Linked DNA regions of Sus scrofa: region 1 is linked to region 2. The links are chromatin contacts, called in public Hi-C maps. All regions are on one chromosome and are shown on one strand. Each heading gives the region's core, a stretch centred on a gene start, on an enhancer-like site or on the middle of the called end of the contact. The rest is flanking DNA. Distances are from core to core; before and after follow the strand shown.

Region 1 (5,726 bases), core at 2,302-4,801, 54 kb after region 2:
GCAGTCTGTCAATAAAAGTATCACATTCAACAACATGTTTCACAGCTTGAATTCTAATTGAAGAGATAAAACCCTGGAATTACCTAGAGATAATGCTGGTCTACAGCATTCCTTTTTTTTTTTTTTTTTTGTCTTTTTGCCAATTCTTGGGCGGCTTCCATGGCATATGGAGGTTCCCAGGCCAGGGGTTGAATCGGAGCCGTAGCTGCCAGCCTACACCATAGCCACAGCAACACGGGATCCGATCCGAGTCTGCGGCCTACACCACAGCTCACGACAACACCAGATCCTTAACCCACTGAGCGAGGCCAGGGATCAAACCCGCAACCTCATGGTTCCTAGTCGGATTCATTAACCACTGCGCCACGACGGGAACTCCTCTACAGCATTCTTAGCAGAACCAAAATGTCACCTAACCTGGGCTAGATTATTTCTATATTTCTGCTTGCTGGCCTATTAGCCCAAGACATAGAAAAAATTAAAAATTAGGCAGGAAATTTTTATATATAAATCATCTCACAGGATGCACCTAACTACTTCAGGCCACACAGAGTTCTTACTTAAGATACTGTCAAGGTTGCTAAGCATTGTTGGGCAGAGAGAATCCACTTTTAAGACTGAGCTAGAGTCAGAGGTAGTAAATGCAAAATGTCTGAACTTTCCCTTTCTAAGTATATTTGTATTCAAAAGACAAAGCATTGGCCATGTACGCACTTAGGCTATCTCCACTAATACTTTCCCCTCCACTCTTCCCCAACCTTATTTCAATCAGCATCTATCTTATCTCTTCAGATTTAAGGTCTCCCTTACCCCTATCTTCTTTAAGTAACATGCACCCCCCCCCATTTTTTTTTCCACAGTAACTCTCCAGGGATAATGGCCTCTAATTCTGCTGAAAAATCAAAAAATGAAGTTTGCTAATCTGTATGGGACAAATGGTGAAGGCCGCACAAGAATGACTCTCTAGAAGAGGGCTAGCCAGGTAGGACCTAAAGGCAGATCACAGAGGTGGCCCGAGATACTGTATGTCAGGGAGATGGAAGCGACCCTGGGAATGTGGCACTACTCCAGGCCATGCCCTCTCCAGTACCCGCCAAATACCGATGTGGGGGAGTGTGAGTAGCACAAGCAGATCAGATCGGCTTTAACTATACAAAAGGCAACGGTGACGAGGAGTCAGCTAAAACCTCTGCGGCAATTTCCGGAACAAAAAGGTCCCACTCTGTTGGGAATGTAAATCTTTACGGAGTTAGCTCACTGGCCTCACGAAGCAACTGCGAAGAACAGTTACTAGAAAAGGCTGGTTTCCTCATTTTGAGCCTCAGTGCCCACGGTAATGGTTAATGCTTATCAAACATGAAGCGCCAAACTTCACGGTAAGCACTGCATATGCATTACTTCACCCAACCCGCCCAAGCACAAGGATGAACATTAATACTGTTACCATTCCCATTGCACAGATAAGGAACCTACTCTGAGGGTGGTTAGGTAACTTGTGTAAGGTCATCCATCTAGTATCTGGAAGACCTGGATTAGAACTCATGTGGTCTGAACACAGTACTCAGGCCCCCAACCATCATGCCTTTCTGCCTCCATTGTAGACAGAAAAAAATGCCTATTTACGAATCATTAGTCTTTTATCATCAAATTTAATTCTAGAATACAGCTAACCATGGCGGGACACACACACACACACCCCAAAAGTGTGTGCTGTTACGCAGGAGCTCAAGTGAGTTTAGGAAATATAACCTACTAAAGACACAAATGGTAACAGCAGCGGTTCAAATGCTCGAGATGCTAAGCCTTTGTTTTCTTATTTAAAAAGTGGGGAAACCAGCCCTACATATCTCACAGCACTGGTGAGATCAGTAGATGAAATAATTAAATGCATACAAAAGTATTCTGTAATTTGAAAATCATTATATTCTATTTGCTATCATTGTTGTTAAACATAATAGGTGGGGAAAATCAGGCAGGCAGAACACAATTTCAACACAATTGCGAGAGACAGCCTATTAACTTATGGAGACTAGGTATCATGTGTACAACTAAGACCAAGTGAAAATTATCTCCTAAGGATATTTTATCAGCCTTTCAGGCTACTGTTGGGAGCACCCTGACTCAGAATTTAAGGCACACTTGTGGGAACTTCAAGTCAGGAGCCAAATGCAGACCTTGGCAAACAGAAACATCTCCTCCTCCCAGCTATGTATATAGGAAGTGGTAGCAAGCGCTGGCTCAAAACCACCCTCCACAGGCCATCCCTGATCTTGCCAGTCCGACTTGATCAAGCCACGTCTATATTTCCCACAGCACCTTTGCTATTTCCTTGACATTTCATTCTGATGGACATCAAGAGTTATCAGTTTCTACCAAGCCTGACTTCCTAGGACTTCTTGAACTGCACGAAATTCACACAGACTTAAGGCAGACAATCGTACTGGCTGACACGCAAACGTCTGCTCAATGAAGTTTGTATTTCTCAATTCTAAGCTGCAGCTGTAGTTTCGGGGGGGGGGGGGAGGTAAACACACATGCAACCACAAATATAAAGACCACTCAGAGTGGGGGAAAAACTGGAGGAAAAAAAAACATCTCCCTTCTTGACCTACGCAGTCAAATAAATAAGTACTAAAAATAAAAAATAAAAAGCTCCTTTTAAAAGTCGAATGGGAGTCACAAACGGAAATGAAAAAGGAGACAAATGCATTAGAACCTTCAGCACTCCGTTTCTAATTTGGAACTACTTTCTCCACCTGATTTCACAAACACCTTAGACACCTTTTGCATTACAGAGAGGGTATTCCAGGTTGTGATTCCGTTGCCGGAATTAAAGACGACACCTCTCATTCTAAACGTCATTCACGGGCACGTTCTATATACTTTTCAAATTTTGAACCCAGAGCAAAGGCCACCCTCAAGGCCGGGTTAAGGCATGGAAATGATGTCGGAAATGGGCAAGACTCCCCAGCCAGTACTGGAGGCCCAAGAACAAAACACTCTAGTGTGTGCAGGGGACGAAGGAACCTTAGCGAGGCTCCCAGGAAACGTGCTTTCATGCTTCTGATGGGACTGCACACGGGCGTAAACTGTTCCGATTCCTTTCGGACCAGGCCTCCTTCGACGCCGGAATGGCCCGAGTGAGGCCGCCCTCCCTCCACACCCCAGGCCGCTGTCATCCTCCTCCGAAAGGCTCGCAGACGACCGCACGAATCACTGCGCGCTCCCTCCGTCCCCCAGGACGCGGCCTCCCCGGCCTGAGGAGAACGCGGCTCGGCGTCCTCACCCAGCCAGGCGCCTCGCGCCCTGTCCCCGCTACACGGAGACGGCCCTTGGGTCTGGCGGGCTGCTGCACGTCCGACCCCGATTCGTAGCCGTGTCCCAAATCACCCATTACCTTCCCCAAGCAAATGTGGCACGTGATGGGCAGAGTGAGCGACAATGTAACGTTCTGCACGGTCTGAGCCATGGCAGCGTTCAGAATCCCGCCAACACGGAAGTCCCGCCGACCGCGGCTTCTCGCCGCGACAGAGGCCGCGCGAGGCCGGCTACGGCGGCCCAGCAGGGCCACGGCGCGCCGGCGGAGAAAACGAAAACGCGCTTCGCCAATGCGCGGCCGCCGAGGCTTATTTCTCCCTTCTTTCCTTTCCTTTGCAATTTGAAGAAAACCTTTTCCCGGTTCTGGAACTGCAGGAGTCCTGCGAATGGGAGGGAAAGTAGCTTACTAGGGACATCGAGGATCTTGAAAGTTTAACTGAAAAAATAACAGTGGAGAGAGGAGGGGAAGATGCGAAAGAGGATTTTAAATTTCCCGAATCTTTTTCGGAGGATGGGGCGGGGAAGAATTTTCCGCCTGAAGTTTAAACCCGACACAGTTTGCAAGCACGCGGTGCAGTCAAAAAGGGAAGAGGAAAGACGTTATCGCTGCATTTTATGTTTTCCAAAATATCTGCCGCTCTCAACTCTCCACATTCTCAAGTGATGTGATGTCACTTAAAAACAAGAAATAGTGGTTGCCTCTTAAGTTGTTGCAGAGACTAATGTTTCGGCTACATTTAATCGCAGCTCTCCCTGAAGACACGTTTTCACTGTGGTTCCTTCTGTGGTTTCTAAGAGGCTTAAGGACCGGGGGCGTGGACTCTGATTTACACCCACTTGTGAGAAAGCTGCAAACAGTGCGAGCCATCCTTACTCTCCCAATAGTGCTTGCTCAAGCGTTTAAAGCCTTCGTTTCATGCGCCAGGTTGGATATGAAATGTACCACTATGCTATTGAACTCCGGAGAAGAATGTGTGAGGTTTTAAGTTAGTACTTCCTACCAATGAAAAAGAAAAACTCTTAAAAGTTCCTAGGTGAATCTTAAGTATCACATTTGGAATTTAACTGTACTTTATACTTTAAAGGGAGGAAGAGCCATTGTGATCAGTTTATGCAAACATACAATCTGTGAATAGGGAGATTCAAAAACAAAACCAATGAAACTGCTTTTACTAATCGTGAGGCAGGGAGGGGGGTGGGGGGCGGCAGTAGAATTGCAAGCAACAGTCTGGTGGTTAAAAGAAAGTGGTTCTGGACCTGGGCTGTGAGAGTAGAAATCCCTGCCTGAACAACTTTCTAGCTCTACTGGCTATAGATTATTTGTTAACCTCTCTGCTTCCTAACTTTTGATAAAGAGTGTGTGTGTATTGAATGAGGTCAGTGTATGTTTACTATCACAGTTACAAAGGGAACAGACAATAATGAGATTGGAGCAGCTAGTAATTCACTTGAAGTAGCCCAGCTGCAGGTCAAAATCAGCTCACAGGTGACAGTGAGAATTCTTCCAAACAGCTCCCTAACTTAATTTCCTAGGAATCGGAGACCATCACGTGCTTGGAATTGGAGATCTGGGCAAAACAGTCTTATTGATTGTCTGTTTAATGGACACTTTTCAGAAAGCCTGGCCTCAAAGTCATCTGGTTTGGCTATTTCCTGGCTGTTGGGAGTCATTTTAAATGGGGTCTAGGCTTCACATGTTTTGCTATTGCTAATGCGTAGTTCACATTCCTGGTTGTAGATCTCAGGCTTCAGAATGGGAAAGCTCCATGTCATTACCCGCTGTCATTCAAGATTTGCCATTTCCCCACCTTACTGTGTTCTTCCCTATTCTCACCTTGCTTAAACCTAAGGTAGAATTTTAGGACCTGTCATTCCCACCCTCCGAGTGGGCTATAGGATCAAGCATGTTCCCTTCACACTGATCCCTGGAAACAGTGCAGTTGGAAGACATATTAAATACAATTTTTTAGTTTTTATTTTATTTATTTATTTATTTATTTTGGCCACAGCCACAGCATGCAGAAGTTCCTGGGGCCAGGGATCAAACCCTAGCCATAGCAGTGACAATGCAAGGTCCTTAACCCACTGAGCCACCAGGAAACTCCAACATTTTTTTAAAAAGATTTTTCCAAAGCTACTAGGGGAAGTTCATTTCTTGTTAATTATCCTAATGCTTGATGTTAATACTCAGTCACAAAAATATATTTAACAAATCGTAGGAGTTCCCATTGTGGTTCAGCAGAAATGAATCCGACCAGTATCCATGAGGATGTGGGTTTGATCCCCGACCTTGCTCAGTGGTTAAGCACCAGTGTTACCGTGAGCTGTGGTGTAGGTTGCAGATGTGGCTCAGACCCCATATTGCTGTGGCTGTGATGCAGGCCAGTAGCTGCAGCTCTGATTTGACC
Region 2 (5,876 bases), core at 698-3,197:
CGGCCTCCTCCAGCCACGCCTGCAGGATGGGCTTGAGCGCGATCATGTTGTTGTGTGAGAGCGTGAGCGACTCGAACCTGCAGATGGTGCTCTGGCTGAGCGAGCCCACGCCCGGGATCTTGAGGTTGGCCAGCGCCGAGCCCACGTCGGCCTGCGTCACGCCCAGCTTGATGCGCCGCTGCTTGAAGCGCTCGGCGAACGCCTCGAGCTCGCGCGGGTCCGTGTCCGAGTCGCAGATGGACGCCAGGCCCGCCGCGCCCACCACGGCCGCCGCTGCCGACGCCGCCGCCACCTGCCCCGCCGCCGCTGCCGCCGCCGCCGCCGCCGCGCCGTGGTGCGCCGCCGCCGCCACCAGCCCGGGGTGCGGCAGCCCCGACGGCATGTTCATGGCGGCCGCCGCCGCCGGGTGCGACAGGTGGCCCAGGCCGTGCATGTGCGGGTGCGGATGCGCCGAGCCGCCCAGCAGCCCGCCGCCCGGACCCCCACCGCCTCCCCCAGGGCCGCCGCCGCCGCCACCGCCCCCGGGGCCGCCGCCGCCTGGGCCGCCGCCGCCCCCCGGGCCGCCGCCGCCCCCCGGGCCGTCGTGGGCGCTGCCGCCGCCGCCCGCCGCGCCCGCGCCGCCCGCTCCGGCCATGAGCGCGAGCGAGGGCGACGAGATGTGGTCCAGCAGGTCACCAGGCTCGAGCGCCTGGTGGTGATGGTGGTGGTGGTGGTGGTGCGCCAGCGGCACGGTGGACGTGGACGTGCATGGCACGCTGTTCATCGTGTGGTACGTGGCGTCCGGCTTGAACGGGTGGCTCTTGCCTTGGGACACGGCGATATCCACGGCCGCTAGCGCCTCTGCCCGCGCCAGCAGCGTTTCGTCTAGGCTGGCGAAGAGGTTGCTCTGCAGCTGCAGGCGACACAAACCAAACCAAAAAAAACCACAAAACCAAAAAAGCAAAAACACAAAACAAAACCACACACGAGTGGGAGAGCACAACAGGCAAAAGGCAAACACAAAACAACCAAAATAACAACAGGGGTGGGGATAGTGGCGACCGGGAAAGACAGAATAGGGACACATTGGGGATGAGACAGGGGGGTCAGATGAGAAAGGACGGGAGTGTGGGGAGAGGGGAAGATGCAGAGGAGAATGGCACACAGGAACACATTCGGGGGACAGGCGTGGGAGACGAAAAAGGAGGGGGAAAGAAGAAGAAATGGAGATGTAACTCGCAGCTGGGGACCCGTGTCACGCACCCGAACACGCACAGAGACCGCCTTTCCAAGGCATGAAATTATCAGAGAAAGTGGAGGGAAGTCGAGAGTCATGGCCCCAGCGCTCCCCACTCCGATCGCCGGCGCCAGACACCGAGGCAGAGGCGACGGAAACAGGACACTAAGCGCCACTGTACAAAGCGTGCTTCGCAGCGGGATTCTTCTAAAAATCCCTTCCCGCACCGGGACCTGGGCACACATCAGCACCCGACATGCAGCGTCTCTGAGACTGGGAGGGGCCGGGCGCGCGGGCCAGGTCCGCGGGCGTGGGGCGCTTACCGGCGGCGTGGGCAGGCAGGCCCGCCGGATGGCCTCGGAGCTGGAGTGCAGCGACGGGTACTTGTGCTCAGGGAGGGTAGGATGCATGGCAAAGTGAGGCTGCTTGCTGTTCATGGACATCATCTTGATGGCTTGGCATGTAAATCCACAAACACTCCGAAAGTCCGCGGGAAAGTGCGCACGCTGGCTCCCCCGGCCTCCCTTCGGAGGCTGCAGCCGTAGCGGCTAGCGGCGCGGAGCCGGTGGACGCGCCGGGGGCCGCTGCTGCTTCTGCCGCCGCCGCTGCCGCCCGGCGCTCCCTCTGACCGCGCAGACCGCCGCTCACCGGCCACGCGATCCCACTTCTCCGAGAGCTCTAGCCCCGTGCGCCGACGGGATGCACTCCTCTTACACCTGAGCCCCACTTCTCGCGGCCGGTCCGGGGAGCTCTCGCGAGAGCTCGCGGGCCCGCCGCGCTGACAGGCATCAGCTGTCTCCGTCTGTCTGACGCGCGCTCTCCCTTTCCGCGGCGCCGTGCGTCTGCGCGCGCGCGCGCTCGCCGGCCGCGACCGGCGCGTGGGAGCCGCTCTTATAGTGACCACCAGCAAGGACAGCGCAGGTGATGCACCTGTAGCTACCCGGACATGCGCACTGCACGCCTCACCTTTCCCACCTCGGGTCTGGAAGATCAAAAGGGCCAGCTATTGTCTGAGGGTAGGCACCTTTTTGGGGGGGAGAAAGACAAGATAGAAGCTTGCTAGCCTCTGGGCGGTTTCCCTCCCTCCTACGCCGCCCCCCACCCCGCGCCGCAACTCGAATTGCAAGCCCTGAATATATGCGCATTACTTAGGCACACCTCCTCTCCGGGACGTCTAACAAGCTGTTATATAATGTATACAGCTGGGCATTTGTATGTTAAATTATGCCCGTGCATTCCTCTGTATACGGTATAAATAACACAGAATGCAGAAGATGCTGTCTTTTGCTGCAAGAACCTTTTTCTTTCATGGTTTATAAATAGGTTCCTGGAGAATAATCGCGGTGACAGACATTTGTTTGAAGCAGTCAGATGCTATTGATTTCCATATAATTTAATTTCCTCCGCATACTTTGTTGTTGTTGTTGTGAATATAACTGTGTCAGGGACGACAGTGACAGCCACTTAGGAGCCACACGGAGCGAGTGCTTTCTACCAAGGAATGGCTGTTGAAATGAAATTGTGCATTTCTCTTATTGTTTGTCTCCTTTAACCGTGTACAAACCCACATTTCAAACGCGCTCCGGGTGATCTGAGGCTTCTTGTAATCAAAAGGAAAAATAGTTAACAGGGTGTAGTTGGGATCCTTATCTCTCTTCAGCGTATACACACACACACACACACACACACACACACACACACACACACACACACACACACACTATGCTGGAAACCCCAGGAAAAGGAAATAGCTTCAGAGAAAAGGGAATAAGATGTTGAAGAGAACTTTGCTTTCCCTTCTATCGTTTTGACTTTTTGTCTCTGTCTCTCTCTCTGTGTGGATGTGTATACATACATAGATGAGACAGAATCAACCGGTTTATAGGAAAGTGTGATTAAAATATTAATTCAAACCATTTTGAAAGAACTGGGGCCAAGCTCTGGTCCAGCCTTTATTTTTTATTATTGTGAAATCAAAACCTAAGAAGAATAAATCAATTAGCCAACCTGCTATATGGCCTTTATGTGGCAGGCAGATCAAGGGCCTCCCGAGGGAACGTGCTCGAGTCCCCAGGGACTCAGCGCTTGCCCGGGGTGATAATAATAGCCCAGATGTTATCACATCTGCGGCGAGAGATCTGGAGAGCCGCAAGGGGCTGCTTATGGGAGGCGGAGATCAGATAAATAATCTTTCTGGGCTCTTCCACACCAAGGAGGTCTGTATTTCCACCAAAGATTAGATCTCTTTTCTATAAAGCTAAATTTGCTTTCGCGTGTAAGACACATTTGGATAAACGCGTGCCTATTTAGCATACACACTACTCAAAATCCAAGACCAGCCCCCAGGCGTCACCCAGGCTTCTTCTTTCTTTTCTTTTCTCTCTACCTTTCCACCCAGCCTCCCACCCCCTTGCAGAGAGGGGAGAGAAAAGGACGTTCACTTGCTGGTGTGAGAAGGAGCCTCGTTTCCATCCATTACGCGGTCCCCTGGGAGTGCTAAATGCAACATTATCTCTACGGGGAATGGACGGTGAGCAGGACATCGCTGGAGGGAGCGAGTGAGTCCTACGGTAGTCGTCGCACCGGGTGTCCAGGCTTAACTTAATCCTTCCCGACACCCATCGCGGCGCTTCCCCAAGATCTTCGGGGGGGGGGGGTTGGTGGGAGGGGCGGGGAAGAAGGGCCCCTCAGAGGACCCGCGCTTAGATTCTGTCCCCCCGTTCCCCCAGGCAAAAACTGGCTTTTAGGGACCCCAAAGAGTGCAAGGGAAACACAAACACAAATAGCTCAGGTTTGAGGCCATGGACCCGGAGAAAGCGAGGCAAGCCCCAAAGCTCTCGAAGCTCAACTCAGTTTACCCTCCGACGCTGAGAAGTCACCAATAAATACCTAGCAGGGAAGTCCTTGGCCTGAGATCAAGAGTTCACCATCTCGCTGAGACGCCCCTCCTACTTCACTTCTTTTAGGGACCGGAGACCCTGCCCACCTTAACCAGGTGCCAAGCCTTTGCAAGGGGCAGGGGGCTTTTCCCCCAGGGCCTAGAAATAGGGCCCTGGGTACAATTCCCAGTCACTACTGGGCCCACCAGCCCCACTAATGCATTGATTGGAAACCCATTTGGGGCACATTTGTGTCCATATGGAGCTTAGGAAGTGTGCTTGTCAGAGTGAAAATGCCCTTATGGAACAATACACGTGTGTAGGAAGGAAAAGAAGGCAGATGAGCAGGGCATCGAGCAAAACAGCGTTGCCCAACCTAGGGCCAATGGGGGGCAGGCAGGAAGATCACTGAAAGGGTTTCCTGTCTCCCTAAAAAGGAGATGGGGTTTAGACAGAGGGGCCTACTGTCTGTCCCCTCACAAAGCTGTATATCTTGATTCCATCCTCCTCATTTCCTGAAATTATTTATTTCATCCCTGGCTCATTTTCTTTTATCCTACTTGCTTTCCTCGAATGCTTGCTGAGCACCAGTCTGGGCCAGTACAAGACACTGGAGATAAAATGAATATGCAGATATACAGGTATCTGCCCTCCAGGTGGAGGCTGTATATGAGCATGGGGCAGCTGCAGGTGAAGGGGTATTTTGTGATACAGATGTGATGACAGTTTTAAGAAATGTGGGGTGAGGTGGCGGAGGATGCTTGGAGAATTACCCTGCCACATTCCCGCTGGGTCTCAGCCCCAGACTAGAGAGTGGGACACTGTGGTGGATCTGTGGGCAGTTACTTTGCCCTTGTCAAGCCTTTCCCTGGTTACTCCAGGGCCGTGAAAGGAAAGGCTGGCCAACTGGGGCCCAGTCCATAAATGTCACTGCTTTGATTTCTGGGTTTGGCAAGTGCGGTCACTAGTTGGCTTCTGCCTGAGTAGTGATGCCCACCCGGGGTCCCAGGCTTGGCACTGATTCCTGGGCAGGTTTTATTTTCCCTTCCTGTTTAATGACCAATGCAAATTCCCTCCTCCCCGGACCTCATAGCTTTGCATTTTATCAAGAGGGGGATAATGAATGCACAGCTATTGATTTCCAAGGAATTTCTGCCCCCAGGGATAGGGAGTCTATCACATGGATCAGAGACACATTTCTTTCCCTCATTAATTAATTTTCTCCTCCTCCTTTGGCAGGCCCCACTTCACATTTCCTTTGGCAGCGCCTCTTTCCCGAGCTCAGGGAGCAGACGTGGGCAGGTCGGAGGAGACCGGCCCGCAGAGGCGCTGCGCTGGGGCAGGCACCTTGCGGGTGAACTGTCCTCGCATTTGACCACCCCGCCCCCTCCACAGATGCCAGGGGCTGGGCGGCCTTTCTCCTTCCCAAAGGGTGTGTGTGTGGGGGGGAGTTAGCGCTGGACTCCTCAACCTTTGCCCCCCACCGCGCCCCCCCTCCTTTGGGACTGAACCCGATCTATTATTTATCCGCATTCAGGGAAGGGTGGGGGGATGGGTCCCGGGGAATGTCCCCTGAAGTGAGCGGAGGTTGTGTGTGTACAGGAGAAGGGGATCGGGCCCCGCGTTCTTGCCCAAACCCGGGGATCTGGCCCATCCTGCAAGCCCAGCGGCCCAAGAGGCAACTTGGCGCTTCACAGATCCCGGGCGCCACGTTTCCTGCGGGCTGCTGCCCGGAAACTCGGCCGGTTCACCGTGCAGCCAGCGCCCTGTGCCGGGGAAGT

What was found. Hi-C and Micro-C count contacts between places; a contact is called where the count stands out from the background.
Region 1: a Hi-C map of skeletal muscle shows a contact between it and region 2, with 1.6 times the contacts expected there. The contact joins the promoter of RNF219 here to the promoter of POU4F1 in region 2. A contact is called at or near these places in 4 of 47 Hi-C or Micro-C datasets (embryonic fibroblasts, epiblast stem cells, fibroblasts and 1 more).

What each region holds. Positions count from the first base shown.
Region 1 is chr11:50,783,273-50,788,998 of Sscrofa11.1, forward strand. It overlaps RNF219 (RING finger protein 219), which reads right to left and starts at 3,552. Exons shown (of 6, transcript XM_003131038.5): 1 at 3,398-3,552. The coding sequence starts at 3,469.
Region 2 is chr11:50,730,679-50,736,554 of Sscrofa11.1, forward strand. POU4F1 (POU domain, class 4, transcription factor 1) reads right to left here and starts at 1,948. Exons shown (of 2, transcript XM_021065767.1): 1 at 1,540-1,948; 2 at 1-892. The coding sequence starts at 1,662.